Linked DNA regions of Danio rerio: region 1 is linked to region 2. Evidence: chromatin contacts called from public Hi-C data. All regions are on one chromosome and are shown on one strand. Each heading gives the region's core, a stretch centred on a gene start, on an enhancer-like site or on the middle of the called end of the contact. The rest is flanking DNA. Distances are from core to core; before and after follow the strand shown.

Region 1 (7,153 bases), core at 77-2,576, 73 kb after region 2:
GGTTGGTAAAGCTAGTTTTAGCTGGTCATTTTTTCAGCCTAATCAGCTAAGACCAGCCTGGAAATGGCCGAAACCCCTCTAAAACCAGGCTGGTTGACTAACTAAAACCAGCCAACCAGCCAAGGTTGGTTTAAGCTAGTAGTGGATGTATTATTCACAGATAATAGTGAACAAATCTTTATGTTCAACTGAATCAAAAGTGGAATTCAAGCTAATCACTCTTGGTAAGGATTTAACTGCTTTATTTTGTACCTTTTAGCATGTTAGCATGTACCACTGAAGATTATTACACACTCTACACACAGATTATTCACAGACCATTAAAAATGATCATTGGTGGAATTATAACTGACCTAAGTAGGCTTTGATTTGTTGATTACACCATTTTGAGTGTTTTAGCATGTTAGCTTGTAGCTGTATTTACTAATTTCTCAGATAAATTGAACATTGAAACACATTTATATATGTATTCACAAGTCACGTGACCAACTAATTTGTTCAGATTCTCAGATTATTATTAAATTGTTAAATCTTATATTATTAACTTTTCTTTTGTCAGGAATTAAATGAAAGTGGCTGTATTTTAAATAACAAAGCTAGCTAATACAATATCATTCATTTTCTTGTCGGCTTAGTCCCTTTATTAATCCGGGGTCACCACAACGGAATAAACCGCCAACTTATCCAGCAAGTTTTTACACAGCGGATGCCCTTCCAGCCACAACCCATCTCTGGGAAACATCCACACACACATTCACACACACACTCATACACTACGGACAATTTAGCCTACCCAATTCACCTATACCGCATGTCTTTGGACTGTGGGGGAAACCGGAGCACCAGGAGGAAACCCACGCGAAGGCAGGGAGAACATGCAAACTCCACACAGAAACGCCAACTGAGCCGAGGTTCGAACCAGCGACCCAGCAAACTTCTTGTGTGAGGCGACAGCACTACCTACTGCGCCCCTGCTCGCCCTAATACAACATAAGCTAGGGTTATTTTAACCCTAAAGGTCATGTTATATATTTTATCTCTTTGTTTTTTTAAAGCATCGACAATATTTTCAATGTCATACTAAATAAAGTGCATTTTCAAATATAAATTAATGAGCTAAAGAGAGGATCTACAAATCATCTTTTGTTCATATCTCACAGTGATTAAACCAAACAAACAGAGGAGGGGGAAAAAAGAGTGACTGACAAGAGCTCGTAAAAATGCTAGCAGCTCATTTTTGCCTGTGTGGTCAGCCGAGGAGCGCTGGGCTGGTTGCAGTGCACAGTTGCTCGGTCTGCCTGTTGTCTTATCTCCATACGCCTGACTTTGAACCGTACTTTGGCTCCTCCCAATCCAACAGTGGGGCAATGCAATGGCCGCCAGCAAATGTAAGCCTCAGCCGTGAGTGGGAGGCCCATGTCTGGCATCTCCCTCAGGAAGTGCTCCATACCTGTACCGTTTCTTGGAATATTGACTTTTATCAGCTGAAATGTGTATTTAACGAGAATGGCAGACAGTGATAGCCTTTAACACAGATAATGCAATCCCAGCACTGGGCTTCTTGAGCGCTTTTTTGTACACATGTGGATGTGGCAAAGTACAATAAATATTTTTATAAAAGTAAATTGAGACATGCTATTTTCAAGGTCCAGTTGAGTTATTATGTATTATTTAAATACAAATACATCCGATTTTAATATCAATACCTGACCTACCAGTCTAATAATGCTCTAACGAGAAATAGCTAATGATACCATTTTATCTATCTATCTATCTATCTATCTATCTATCTATCTATCTATCTATCTATCTATCTATCTATCTATCTATCTATCTATCTTTCTATCTATCTATCTATCTATCTATCTATCTATCTATCTATCTATCTATCTATCTATCTATCTAAAGCTTTGAATATATACCCCATTTTGATATAGGGAATGTATTTTGTTAAATTTAAACAAAACAGATTTATTAAATAGATATATTTATTAAAATAATATTGTAGTCACCAAACATTTAAAAATTTAAAGATAGTACAATTAAATTCAAGCAAAATATTGCCAAAAAATTTCAACCTACAAAATCTCAAATAGATTACAAAATAGATTAGCTCCTGATTTGACTTCAGTACTGACTAATCTAATGTATGTATGTATGTATGTATATATATATATTAAAAATTAAAAATATCAATTTAAAAGAAAGATTTGTGAGGGGTATACTTCTACATGCTGATCGCTACATACATATATATATATATATATATATATATATATATATATATATATATATATATATATATATATATATATATATATATATATATACATATATATATATATATATACATATATATATATATATATACATATATATATATATATATATATATACATATATATATATATATATACATATATATATATATACATATATATACATATATATATATATACATATATATATATATATATATATATATATATATATATATATATTTATATATATATATATATATATATATATATATATATATATATATATATATATATATATATATTAAGATACATAATTAATAAATAATGACATTTAAATTTATTTTAAAATGTTCAATACATAGAAACAAGAATTACAAATTGAAACATCTAAATGAAAAATCTAAACTTCACAAGAAAAAATAAATTGGACCAAATTGATTAGAAAACAACATAAATCACATGCATGACACAAATTTGATTTATCATAAAGTAGTAAACTAAAGCCGCGTGGGGAAAATATATCTACCGTATATAAAAGTGTTCCCCACAAACTACAATTGATAATTAAAAAAGCCACACAACTGCAAAATTTGCTTAAATGACTACCATTCAATGACACAATTTGGCTTTTGAAAATGTTATTTTATTTTGGGAAAAGTATACATGATATTGTAGTAATCTGTACATGAAATTCACAAGTTAGAACAGCCTACCAACTGAATTCTGTAACATGCCACTGGCAAAAAAGAAAAGAAAAAAAAAGAAGTGGTAAATGGCATGCAGTAATACCACATCCAACAGGTGGCACTTAAGCCTTCTCAACAATGAGCCACTGAAGCCTTCTACTCATACGTTGCCTGTCGGCCCATTAAAACCGCTGTGAACTTCGCCCAGCACTGACAAAAGAATCTCTAAACAATATTCTATATTTCACAACACCGTGCTGCATTCTAGCACGCCAGCTGTTTCCCAAACTGTGAAGTAACACAAACCCCACGGGCAGGGACGTTTCCCAGAGCTGGACGAGAGCTCGTCACTGGGACCGTCCCAACAAAAGTGACGAGGGAGGGGGGTCTCTTTCAGACATGCATGCGACGAGAGGGTCTGTCTCATTCTTTTTTAAATCCGACCAATTAGCTTGGTCACACAGCTCGCCGTTCCCAGATGGTTCGCAGCTAATCAAGTGGTGCTTTTGTTTTGTCTGTGAAAACAGTTTTGGGAAGTGTGGGTGAAGAATACGTGCTTCGTGATCAATTTAACGAGTTGTGACGATCCCTTGTTGGTGCGAAAACAAAAAAACTTCTGTGTTCCTGTAATTCAGATGCTTGACTAATGGATCGATGCTCCCAAAACTCTTTCATAAGGCAATACACGGCAGGTGAAAGGTGTAAAACTTAAAAAAATTGTTCTCACGATACTTTCCTGGTTGATTGATTACATTAAGAATGGCCAAAAATTGGGTTAAGTCTTCTGAAATGTTATGTTTAAATATGCAAATGAGAATCTATGGTAATTTGCATAGCCAGCCCAAAAAATCTGGATAAAGTCAGATCAACAATTATTGGGAATGGGGGGGGGGGTTGTGTTGGTTCTTTTAATACTATAGATCACAATGGACATATTAGAAAAAGGTTTCTAAGAAGGAACCTTTTTTAGAAACTTTATTTTATTACTCCGTGATTTAAAAATTACTTTACAAAAAGCAGAAAAAAGTTGTTTACTTCTTCAATTTTTGTTGAATTTTGGTGTTGGTGTGCAGTTTGGTCTTTATAAAGCTACAAATATTTTAATGTCTTTTCTAGTCATTTTAACTTACATCAATCAAAGTGACGAAAAACTTGATGTCAAACTTTGTATAACTTAAAACATGTAGCTGAAACCGGATTCATTTATTGAAATAAGTTAAAATCAACCTAAAACTATCTGTTGACTTGACTTGTCATTACATTTTTAAAGTATGCTGAAGTGAACATTTATGAGGAAAAAAGGCCCCTAAAAATATGTACTGTTACTTAAATCTAAGGCCTCAAAATGTGACAAAACTTTTTTTTTATTATTACATAGAAGTATGCTGAGCAAATAAAAAAGTTTGTTTGAATATTTGTGATGTTTAATAGAGCAAGGACATTTTTACAGCATGTCTGATAATATTTTTTCTTTTGGATAAAGTTTTATTTGTTTTATATCGGCTAGAGTAAAAGCAGTCTAAATTTTAACTTTAATTTTATTAGCCCCCTTTTAAGCTATATTTTTTCAATAGTCTACAGAACAAACCATTGTTATACAATAAATTGCCTAATTACCCTAACCAGCCTAGTTAACCTAATTAATCTAGTTAAGCCTTTAAATGCCACTTTAAGCTGTATAGAATTCTTAAAATATCTAGTAAAATATTATTTACTGTCATTATGGAAATTACATATATCTTATAGCAAATATAAAATAATTTAGTTATTAAAAATTAGTTATTAATACTATTATGTTTAGAAATTCGCTGAAAAAAAATCTCTCTGTTAAGCAGAGATTGGGGGGAAAAAAACAAGGTGGCAAATAATTCAGGGGGTTTAATAATTCTGACTTCAACTGTATATATACACACATATAGTTATTTTGGATGTGATTAATCATGACTTATATTTGACCACCCCCCAAAAAGCCAAAACACCCAAAACTCACAGGTGCATGAAAAAACGTTATGTTTTTTGCAGTGTCTTGACTTAATGAGTGATTCTTGCTCATACAACGAGTGCTGGAGTAAGTAGACAGAAAGAGCCTGATTTAGGGATTCTGCTCTAATCACCGCTAATTAAACTGTATCTTTAGTATCCGAATGAAGGCTGAAAAAATCCCTTGCCATGTTAGCCTGGGAGTTGAAGGACAGCGGCCTAATGAACAGAGGTTAAAATATTTGCCATTCTTTCATTACGCCATTTGAATTTTGTCCAAACGTGATCATTCGTGAGCCCCTAAAAGGATGCTGTTTACATTCTATCCAAATCCGAAGCAGGCTAATTGGGAGATTTTCTCTCTCTTTTTTTTTTTCACAGGGGCGCCGGAGAAATAAGGAGCAGAATTGTGCCAGAACTTGGGGTCTGGCTTGCAGTGCGCCATAGCCTTATTATCTTTATTTGCTTATTTATTTATTTTTTTCTGCAACACAGACAGATGGAGGGGCCGAGGGGCAGTACTGGGGAGAAATAGTTCAATAATTTAAAGTCAATTCCATACTTAGCCCGACCCCCTCCCCCCCTACCCCTTACATTCAATAATTAAAAGCAACATCTGATGATATGAATGCAAAAAAAACGCAACAAATAGCAAACATAACCTTGCTTGGAGAGCACTAGCCTTGTTGGCAAATGTGCTGCAACTCTAAGGAAAAATACTAGAAAGTTGTATTATTTATAAATGTGTATGAATATGGAGAGTGAGAGATGTTAACAAACTTTTAAAAGTTCTAAAAAGTACAGACTGATATTTTTCACGTACTTTTCACCATAATCAATTGTTCTTTAATGATTAAAATGCCAAATGTAATGTATTGGAGTGCTATATTTGTGTACAGAACACAATGGTGTTACAGTGATCATTCACATTAGTCTAATCACGAGTATACACAATGTTAAGTGTGGATTTTTAACTTAAATTAATAATAATTAATTTTATTGATTTGTCTATACAATGAAGACTATGCAGTATTTTTTTTTACATCTGATTATTTAATTACTGTATACCCGAATAAATTTCTAATCTTCAAAAAAGTTTTTAATTTGCCTTTTTTTCTTTACTGAAAATTTCCATGGATGTAGATTGTTTATTATATTTCATACACTTCCCTACAGAATCTTTCCAATCAATCAAACATTGTAAATTATTTATAAACATTTATTCAACTAATCTAGTGAAATTGTATTCATAACGCATTATATATCGCAGAATAAAAAATTACCACAACGTGTAATTTTTCCAATATCATGCTTCCCTAGTTCAATTACAAAATTAATGATTTTGCTTAAATGCTTTTAGTTTTAATTAACTATAATAATCATATTCCAGTTATCAGGCACTGTAACTAATTGTTATTATAGATTCTATCATAGATATGATTCAATCTTAAATTTAACAACATAAACGCCGTAGCCCTCATATCTTTTTCAATACATAAAAATATTGACTTCTACTAACTATATAAGCCATACAATATATTAACCTGTGTCAAAAAATAGTGGAAACCTCAGTGAATAAAATTAAATCCAATCTTTTCACGCTAACACACCAGAATAAATGATAAAATACAAATAATTGTGGATAAAGCTGCAAATATTGACATCTTGACACTTATATTTAAAGTCAAACACTCATTCAAGTCAAATAATCTTCAAATCCACTGTAACTGTGCTAATATCCCTAATCCAGAAATAATGTAATGAAAAGTGAGGGATTTTGCGCGACTAGCACATGTCAGTCACAGACCTCGGCGAGTGATAAATCTGCGCATTGCTCAGCAGCAGATGGGCATAACGGGGTATTGGGACAGACAAGCAATTGAGGTAACATATTCCCTTTAACACAGACACGCGTAAAAAAAAAAAAAAAATCCCAGAAACACGCACACAACAACGACATGAGAGGATCCTGTACGGGCTAGCAGCCTTTCTTCTATATTTTAGCAGCCATACGGTAGTTTATTTTCCACTTCTTTTACCATCTGTAGCAACTTTCCCCCACAGACACTCACAGCTGTCCCGTTTCATGTCTGCGCTCTCCTTTATATTCAGGCATACAATGCCGCCCCGTGCCTCAATCACCAGGCCTGCATTCTTCTCTTGGCAGTGGGAGTGAGGCTTTCATGATACCAGGGCGCCAGCTATGGCAAACAGTCCAATTTGAAA
Region 2 (7,629 bases), core at 3,016-5,515:
TGGATTCAACCCATTGTTCTGAAAAACCGAGCTGAGAAACCAAAGAAGCTTTCCTCCTGCACACTGGTTAATCACTATCCTCATCCTACCTTTGAGCGGAATTTGAGACGCTTGAACTAACATGATTTGGACATTGTGGTTTTAATCTGCTAAAGGCCTTCATGTAATAGGGCGAAACTGGTCTTAGGAAACCTCACCGCCACAAATAAAGCTAAGCTGAAGGTTATGACCCTTCCACGACATCTTTATTGAATTCAACTAACCTAATTTTAGGTTGATTATGAAAGCTCAATAAATTGATTTTAATGGTTCAAGTCAAATTATAACTGACCTAAGGAGTTTTTACTTAAAAGACGGCACACTTTGAAAGGCAACACTGCTAAGATAATAAGACTTGTTTTCAGAGACTGATTCATTCATAAACAGATGAGTCAAAGACGCTCAATGATGTCCCAAAAGGAAGAATAATCATTATAAGATGTGGAGATCTTACTCTGTGAGACTCGCACTAGCTCAGAGACGGTGAAGACACCTGATGTGACGAAACTGTCCTGGAAGCCAAGGTGCCCTAGGAGACAAAAATGAAAGAGGAGAAAGACTGTTATCTGAATGAACATGACAGAATACAGAGCAAAGACAGCCTCTATGTCAACAACACACTCACACGCACACATAGTCCCAGTGGGAAAGAGAATAGGGAGTGTTTTGAGTGACACAGAGGGTAGAGCACATCTGGATTCGGTCCCATGAGTGTCTGAAGTACAGTGGGGCAGAGGCGCAGTGCAGTGCATCACACACACACAACGAGGAGCTGTATGCTAAGCCCAAGAATTCACAATTATTATCTGTTTACATATGATACGTGGTGGAATCTCGGTCAAAAGCATTCTTTGTTCGGCAGGCAGTCGGTTGCCTTTTCCAGCAGACAGACCACAATTACTGTGTTCATAATGCTGACTACAGCTGACCCAGGACCTGCCACACATCCTGCGGCCTCTTATTCTGCTGGAGGGGCCCATATCGGCCTCAGATTCAACCACAGACAACCAGACGACCCTAAACTCTATATCATTCAACACCACAGAATCAAAACATGCAGTCAGTGTGGCTTACATGTCGCAAAATGACCTGCTCTTAAAGACTGCTGATTTGGCAAGGCTGATCAACACAAGTTAGATTCCTTACAATATACAGCCGAAGGCAAAATTATTAGACCTCATGTGAAATTAGCATTCTTTTCCAACAAGAAAATCATATTTCTTAGCTATTAAGAAATTGTTTTGAGTTGAATGTCAATTAAAAAAATCTGAACACAAGAAAATCTTATTTCTTGGCAGAAAAGCAGTTTTTATTTGTATTTTTAATTATTTCTTTTGTTAAACACAAAAGATGATAAACTGAAAAAACTGAAAACTTGAAACCATTGACTTCCATAGCAGAAAAAATATATTCTATGGTTGTCAATGTTTACAGGTTTCCAACTTTTTTCAGAAAGAAACTCATAATGGTTTAAAATAAGTAAAGAGTGTGTAAATGATGACAGAATTTTCATTTTTTGTCTCCTTAAGCCTTTAAATTGCACTTTAACCCTTTAAGGTGTTTGAAAGGTGCTTGTTTGGCCTCGAAAAAATTATTGTTTTTGTTTTTTTTAACTGATAACCTATGAACAAAAAGTCAACCAGGCGGTTATGGTGTCTATTAAAGGGTTAAAGTCTCTAGTCCGAAACTTTCACATGCGCTTTTTTTCGTATTAATATGCAAAAAAAATCATCACATACACAAACCTTGCATAGTCCAATGCGTTAATTAATCAATTACGAAAAAAATGCAAAACATTTCGGAGTCAGTTCAAGCAGTGATACTTTGTTCTCCTCTCTTCTCCAAAGTAGAGGAATAGGCTGCATATTGTGCTAATCTAATACTGCTTAGAGAGGAAGGAGAGTTCTGCTCCTTATCAAAGAGCTGTGCTGAATTATGGCGTAAATAAAAGTTTATTTTTAGGAAATCAGTGGAATTTCGATACATTGGTTGTGATTGCTTGCATTCATGACCGTAAACAAATCCTGAACATAGACTGACAGTACCTATAGACATAATAATAGATGGCGGCCGCATTGACGGGAACGAAAGTGGACTACGCTTTCTATTTTATTGTGTATGGAAAGTACGTCAAATGTATGGACACACACACCAAACAGTAGCAGGACAGAGGTGCGCCGTTCTCAACTGTCCACCACATTCTGTCTTTTTATTATGCACTGTGTTTGTCAAAGTTATCTGTAGCTCAAATGACAGCATTCTGTATTTAGCTTTTTGCTTGTGCGGTGGCTCTGAACTACCAAAACATCTCTCAAAGTGCTTTTTCGGATACGAAAAGTGTAAAAAATTTTAAAAAATTATGACAGACGAAAGTTTTGGAGGAAATGTGTCAATATGATTGACTCAACATGAGGTTTAAACATTTTTTTAAGTGTGAAGATCACGGACGAAAATCTCGGATTCAGTGTGCAGTAACCTTTAAGCTAAATACTAGTACCTTGCGAAACAACTAGTAAACTATTATGTACTGTCATCATGACTAAAACTAAATAAATTTGTTGTTAAAACTATTATTTTAAAAAATGTGTTGAACAAAATCTCCCTTTCTTTGGGAAATATTTTAAAAGAGCTAATCAGTTTGACATTAACTGTATGTACAGTAGACTATTTGAGGGATGTAAACAAAAACAATGGTCCCAATGTATTTCTTGTTTTATATTTTTAATTTCTAGAGCCTTCGAGAACCCAAAAAGAGACACATATTGTTAGATAGATGTCATGATAGCTCTTTAAAATTTCTATTGTTACAGTTATGAAATAATTTGTTAACAAGCAGAAAATGTTCATGGCCCAATCACATGACTACATTGAAATGGTCTATACAGCAATATTTACTGGATTAGAAGTAACTAGATTGCAATAAAAAGTACATCGCTGGCAGGAACAGAAGGAAAGGGACAAACTTTGCAATAACTCTGCATTATGTAAATACATGCACAACTAAGAGACTTTATGTTTGAGACATCTCCAAGATAGACACGGTGACAAGACAAATTTTTAAGTGATGTAGCTATTAAAACGACTTCCTCCGCAGCTTTGGTGAGCTATAAAACCAACAATAGAAATGAGTTTAGTCTTGACTGGCTGGATGAGGAGACGTATAGCATGTGGACGGGCGGAATAATAAATAATAAAAACAGAGAGAGGGAGAGAGGGAGAGAGACGAGAGAGAGGGAGAGAGACAGAGGGAGGGGTAATATCTACGGCTCATTGCGAGAGAAAGTGCTGACATGAGCTAAAAGACTGCAGACCCGGAGAGCATTCCTGCGCAGATGCCCCTGAGATTGAGAAGAAGAGTGAGATAGAGTTTGTTCGGGGAGGTATCAGAAGAAGGGGAGACAGTATGTGGCAGAAAGTCAAGGTAAATTACCGAACAACAAAGCGACAAGGACAGTGGTGTATGGGGTCGAGAGCGAGAGAAGGCGAAAAAAAAAAAAGTCAAAGTTTCCACACAGCTGTACATACTGTGAAACAACAATAATAAGCGAGAGCAAGTGAGGCGCACCATTACTTGGAAAATGGAGGGATGACGCAATGGGGCTGAGAAAGGAGAGAGAAAGCAAGCGAAGGGAAGGAGCCTTCGTCACTTGAATTCCAGTATAGGGAGCATATGCACCAGGAGTTCAGCGAGGGCATTTCCATGAGTGCCTCATATAGGGAGGCAGGGGCGAGGGAAGGGGCAGGGCTTCTATATCTCAACACGGATAATCACTCCCAGCTGTGTCCACTGTAGCGCTGCGCACACACACACATACACACATGCAGGGAGGAGCCAAGGTTCGCCTTTCACAGCAGCACAGAGACCTCAACAAGCCTCCAGCGCAGCAACAAGAGCGCCGTGTGGAACTACGCTTGGCCTCAGGAGTTGCAAACATATACTGTATCCGCATCTATAACGTTTTTTGTTCAACATCATAAAGTTATTAACTATGCTAGGTGTTTTGGCAACTATCCCACAACATTTAATGGACTTTTAGCTTCTTAGTAGTGTGTAGCTAACCTAAAGTGGAATTCTACCTTTGTGAAACAGGATATTCAAAGAGGAAAAAGGTGCAGGGCCTGATTTTATTCACCAGGAAATGATTGAAATGTGAATAGCATGTGTTGCATACCAGGCGCGAACGCTAGCTAGCTAAAACAATGGCTGCTGTTTGTTTAAATGATCGAATGTAATGCACAGCCTTGATGATGTCATCAGAGATGGAAAGTTGCTTGCAGCTACGTGCAATAAGAAGTAACCTTGTGTAAAAGATAGAGCAAAAGGGGGCTGAAATGACGAAAAGTGTGTAGTAAGTTCCAGAATGGAGCTAGCATATAAGTGAGCAAGCTAAAAACCAATGGCCAAATTGCTGTTAGTTTAATCTATCCAATAGAATACCTGGTCTTGGTGGGCTGATAAGGGATGATATTTAATTTATATTTAATTGAGTAAGTGATGTGGTTAACTTCGTTGATTAATTGTTTTGTTTTGATTAAATGTTAATAATTCATCTTGAATTGAACATGCCCACACAGTACATATAGTTACATTCGCATACTTCTGATTATTAATAGCAACTGGTACATATATGCATAAAACAATATCACCCATAGTTCTTCTCTAATTTATACTATTATAACTTTTACCTATATCCTGCACTTGCTGCTACTGCACTTCTGGTTGGACCCTAAAGTGCATTGCGTTTCCTTATACTTGTGCATGTGCAATGACAATAAAGTTGTATCTAATCTACTCTAATTATTTTTTATTACTATTTAACAAAATAGCACAGGCAAGGCATTGTTTATGGATTGTTACTGAAAAAACAAAATGGAGTAAAGTAGGGTACGCTACTATGAAAATAGGCACTGCTTGATTTTTCAGTCAGCAATTGATTGGTTATTGAAAAGTACAATGGCTAAATTGATTACATTTCCTAATAGAATGCATAGTACTAACACTAAGAATTGGGCTATATCCAATTGATTTGTGTTGGGACAACATGACGAAATTAAGTTAGCTTATTAGTTTTTACAAATTTAAGTGGATTGAACATAAAACAATAAAGTTGTCGCCCCCCCAAAAAACTTGCGTTTTCAGCTTATTTTAAATAAGACGTTTGAACAAGCAAAGTGTAATACATTTTAAGTGTAATATACTGTACATAGTAATACACATCATGTCAGATGAAAAGAACTGAACACAAACTTCAGTCAAACCACACTGAATGTGACCAAATATTTCTTTCCAAATATTTTTATGAATAAATGCTTATTCATAAAAAATATGATTGTTGTGTGGTTATTACTTATGATATGTACTGCTATGGGGCTAAGTAAGTAAATAAGCCTGCAAATAAATGCTCTGTATATCCGTTCAGACAAAGTGAGTACAAGTACAGAAATTCTGCTCACAACTAGGCCCAACGCTGCATAATTACCCTCAAAACTTACCAAATTTTAGCTAAAAAATTTACAAAATGTAAAAAATGCAAAAATAAAAATCTTTCATTCCTATATCAGAAGCCTCCTGAAACAATATATGAGAGGCAAAACTATTTTTACTCAATTTATTTCAATATTTGGGTCTTACAGGGTTAAGAAGTAGTTTGTACAAACTGCAAACATTATTTTTTGAGTGCATAGATCAGAGATTGAAAATCATTTAGGTGGCAGAGGAAGTTATTTAATTTAGATTAAGAATTACAAAGAGTATTTTATTTTCTCAGAATAACCAGGATGAGAATAGTGTATCCTGACATTTATCATTACACAATATTATACTGAAGAAATTAGTAAAAAAAAAAAAAAAAAAAAAAAGGTTTAACAATGAATGCCTGCAAAGTTTGATTTCATAAATCTGTAAATAATTGGATTGTGAAAAGTGCTCATTATATATCCATAATGCTGCCAGATTAGAATGTAAATTACCAGAAGCAATGGTTAAATTGCAATAGATTGCACGGCTCTGGTGATGTCATTAGAAATACAAAGCTGTTTCAGCGGCAGAACAAGTTAAGTAATCGTGTTTTTTTTTTCAATTCTCAATTACATTTATTAAGAACAGTCAAATTTGATTATCACTCTTTAAAAACACATATATGGTTCGTCAAAAACTTATAACAATGACATTTTTAATGGACAATAACGCAACAAAAATGAATAGCTTCTGCTATCCTCTGCTGGACATTTAACAACTTTCCATAAACAAGCCTCATGAGAGGCTGTAAACTATTGTTTAACTACTTTTACTAGCTTCTTATCAACTGTCTTTAACTTTTCTTGTGCTGTCCTTTGTTATGGATTTCTCACCTCCCATCTCTCTTTCTCTGAGAGAGAGCAAGAGAGTGCGCTTGTAAAGGAGAGGATATCCTCTGGCCTTATCTAATAGTCTGTGGATTGTGCAACGGCTGCCCCGTCCCAGAAAGACAGCAGCCCACTTTGTGAAAGTGCACGTAGCATGGAGCACAAGGGTCAAGGTTTACCAGCAAAAACAAACGATGGAAAAAAAAAAAAACTGATCATGTTTTCCTGCATCAGGGACAAGAGGGAGCGAGAAATGAGGGAGAAATGGAGGTGGTGACAAGGAAAAGGTGGAAGTGTGTGACGGCCTTATGAAAATATTCAAAAGTCAGTATAAGGAGTCAGTGGTCCTAAACGAACAGTTCACTCACAAAGAAAAGTTCTTTCATCAATTACTCATCCTCATGGCATTCAAAACCCGCATGACTGCTTCTCTTTTTTCCACAGAACCCAAAATATGATTTTATATTCTGCTGTAGTGCTCATATTTCATTTTCAATATACACAACCTTAGAATTTATGCACTGCAAATTTACTATAGAAATAAAGTACACTACATATTGCATAAAGACTACCACTCAGAAGTTTGGGGTCAGAGTTTTTTTTTTTTTTTTTTTTTTAAGAAAATGATTCTGTTCATCAAGGTAGCATTTATTATATTAAAAAAATGTTAAATTGTTAAATATTTATTTTTAATTTTACACAAATGCTTTCTTATTGTATATAGTTTTAAATGAAAGTATTACTCCAGTCATTATTGCTTTTATTATTATGACCATTATTAATAATAATAATAATAATAATAATAATAAATATTAGAGTGATTTCTGAAGGATCATGTGACTGAATAAGTAAAATCACTGGAATAAATTCTTAAACTACAAGCAGCTATTTTATAGTGCAATAACATTTCACAATTTTACAATCTGTACGGTATTTTTTATTAAATAAATGCAGCTTTGGTCATTTTACATTTTACAATAAGAGTCATAATTATATTACGAAATATATATATACATACACAGTTAAAGACAAAGCAAATATTATTAATAATAATAATAATAATAATAATAATAATAATAATATATATATATATATATATATATATATATATATATATATATATATATATATATATATATATATATATATACAGTTAAAGACAACGCAAATAATAATATTAATAATAATACTTATAATAAAAATATATACAGTAAAAGACAAAATTATTAGCCCTCCTGTGAATTT

The links. A called contact is a pair of places that touch in the nucleus more often than the background predicts.
Region 1: a Hi-C map of embryo shows a contact between it and region 2, with 1.5 times the contacts expected there. The contact joins two enhancer-like sites. A contact is called at or near these places in 2 of 18 Hi-C or Micro-C datasets (embryo and an unstated tissue) and 1 of 4 datasets of contacts at active chromatin or transcription factors (caudal fin).

What each region holds. Positions count from the first base shown.
Region 1 is chr22:16,664,590-16,671,742 of GRCz12tu, forward strand. The region is part of intron 2 of nfia (nuclear factor I/A); the gene reads right to left. Among named protein-coding and RNA genes, the nearest start is that of nfia, 19 kb to the right of the region's middle. Within about 2 kb of position 1,327, at least 17 of the 62 cell types and tissues checked have an H3K27ac peak or open chromatin away from gene starts, as enhancers often do.
Region 2 is chr22:16,588,251-16,595,879 of GRCz12tu, forward strand. nfia (nuclear factor I/A) reads right to left here. Exons shown (of 11, transcript NM_001079962.1): 4 at 494-568. Among named protein-coding and RNA genes, the nearest start is that of nfia, 95 kb to the right of the region's middle. Within about 2 kb of position 4,266, at least 51 of the 62 cell types and tissues checked have an H3K27ac peak or open chromatin away from gene starts, as enhancers often do.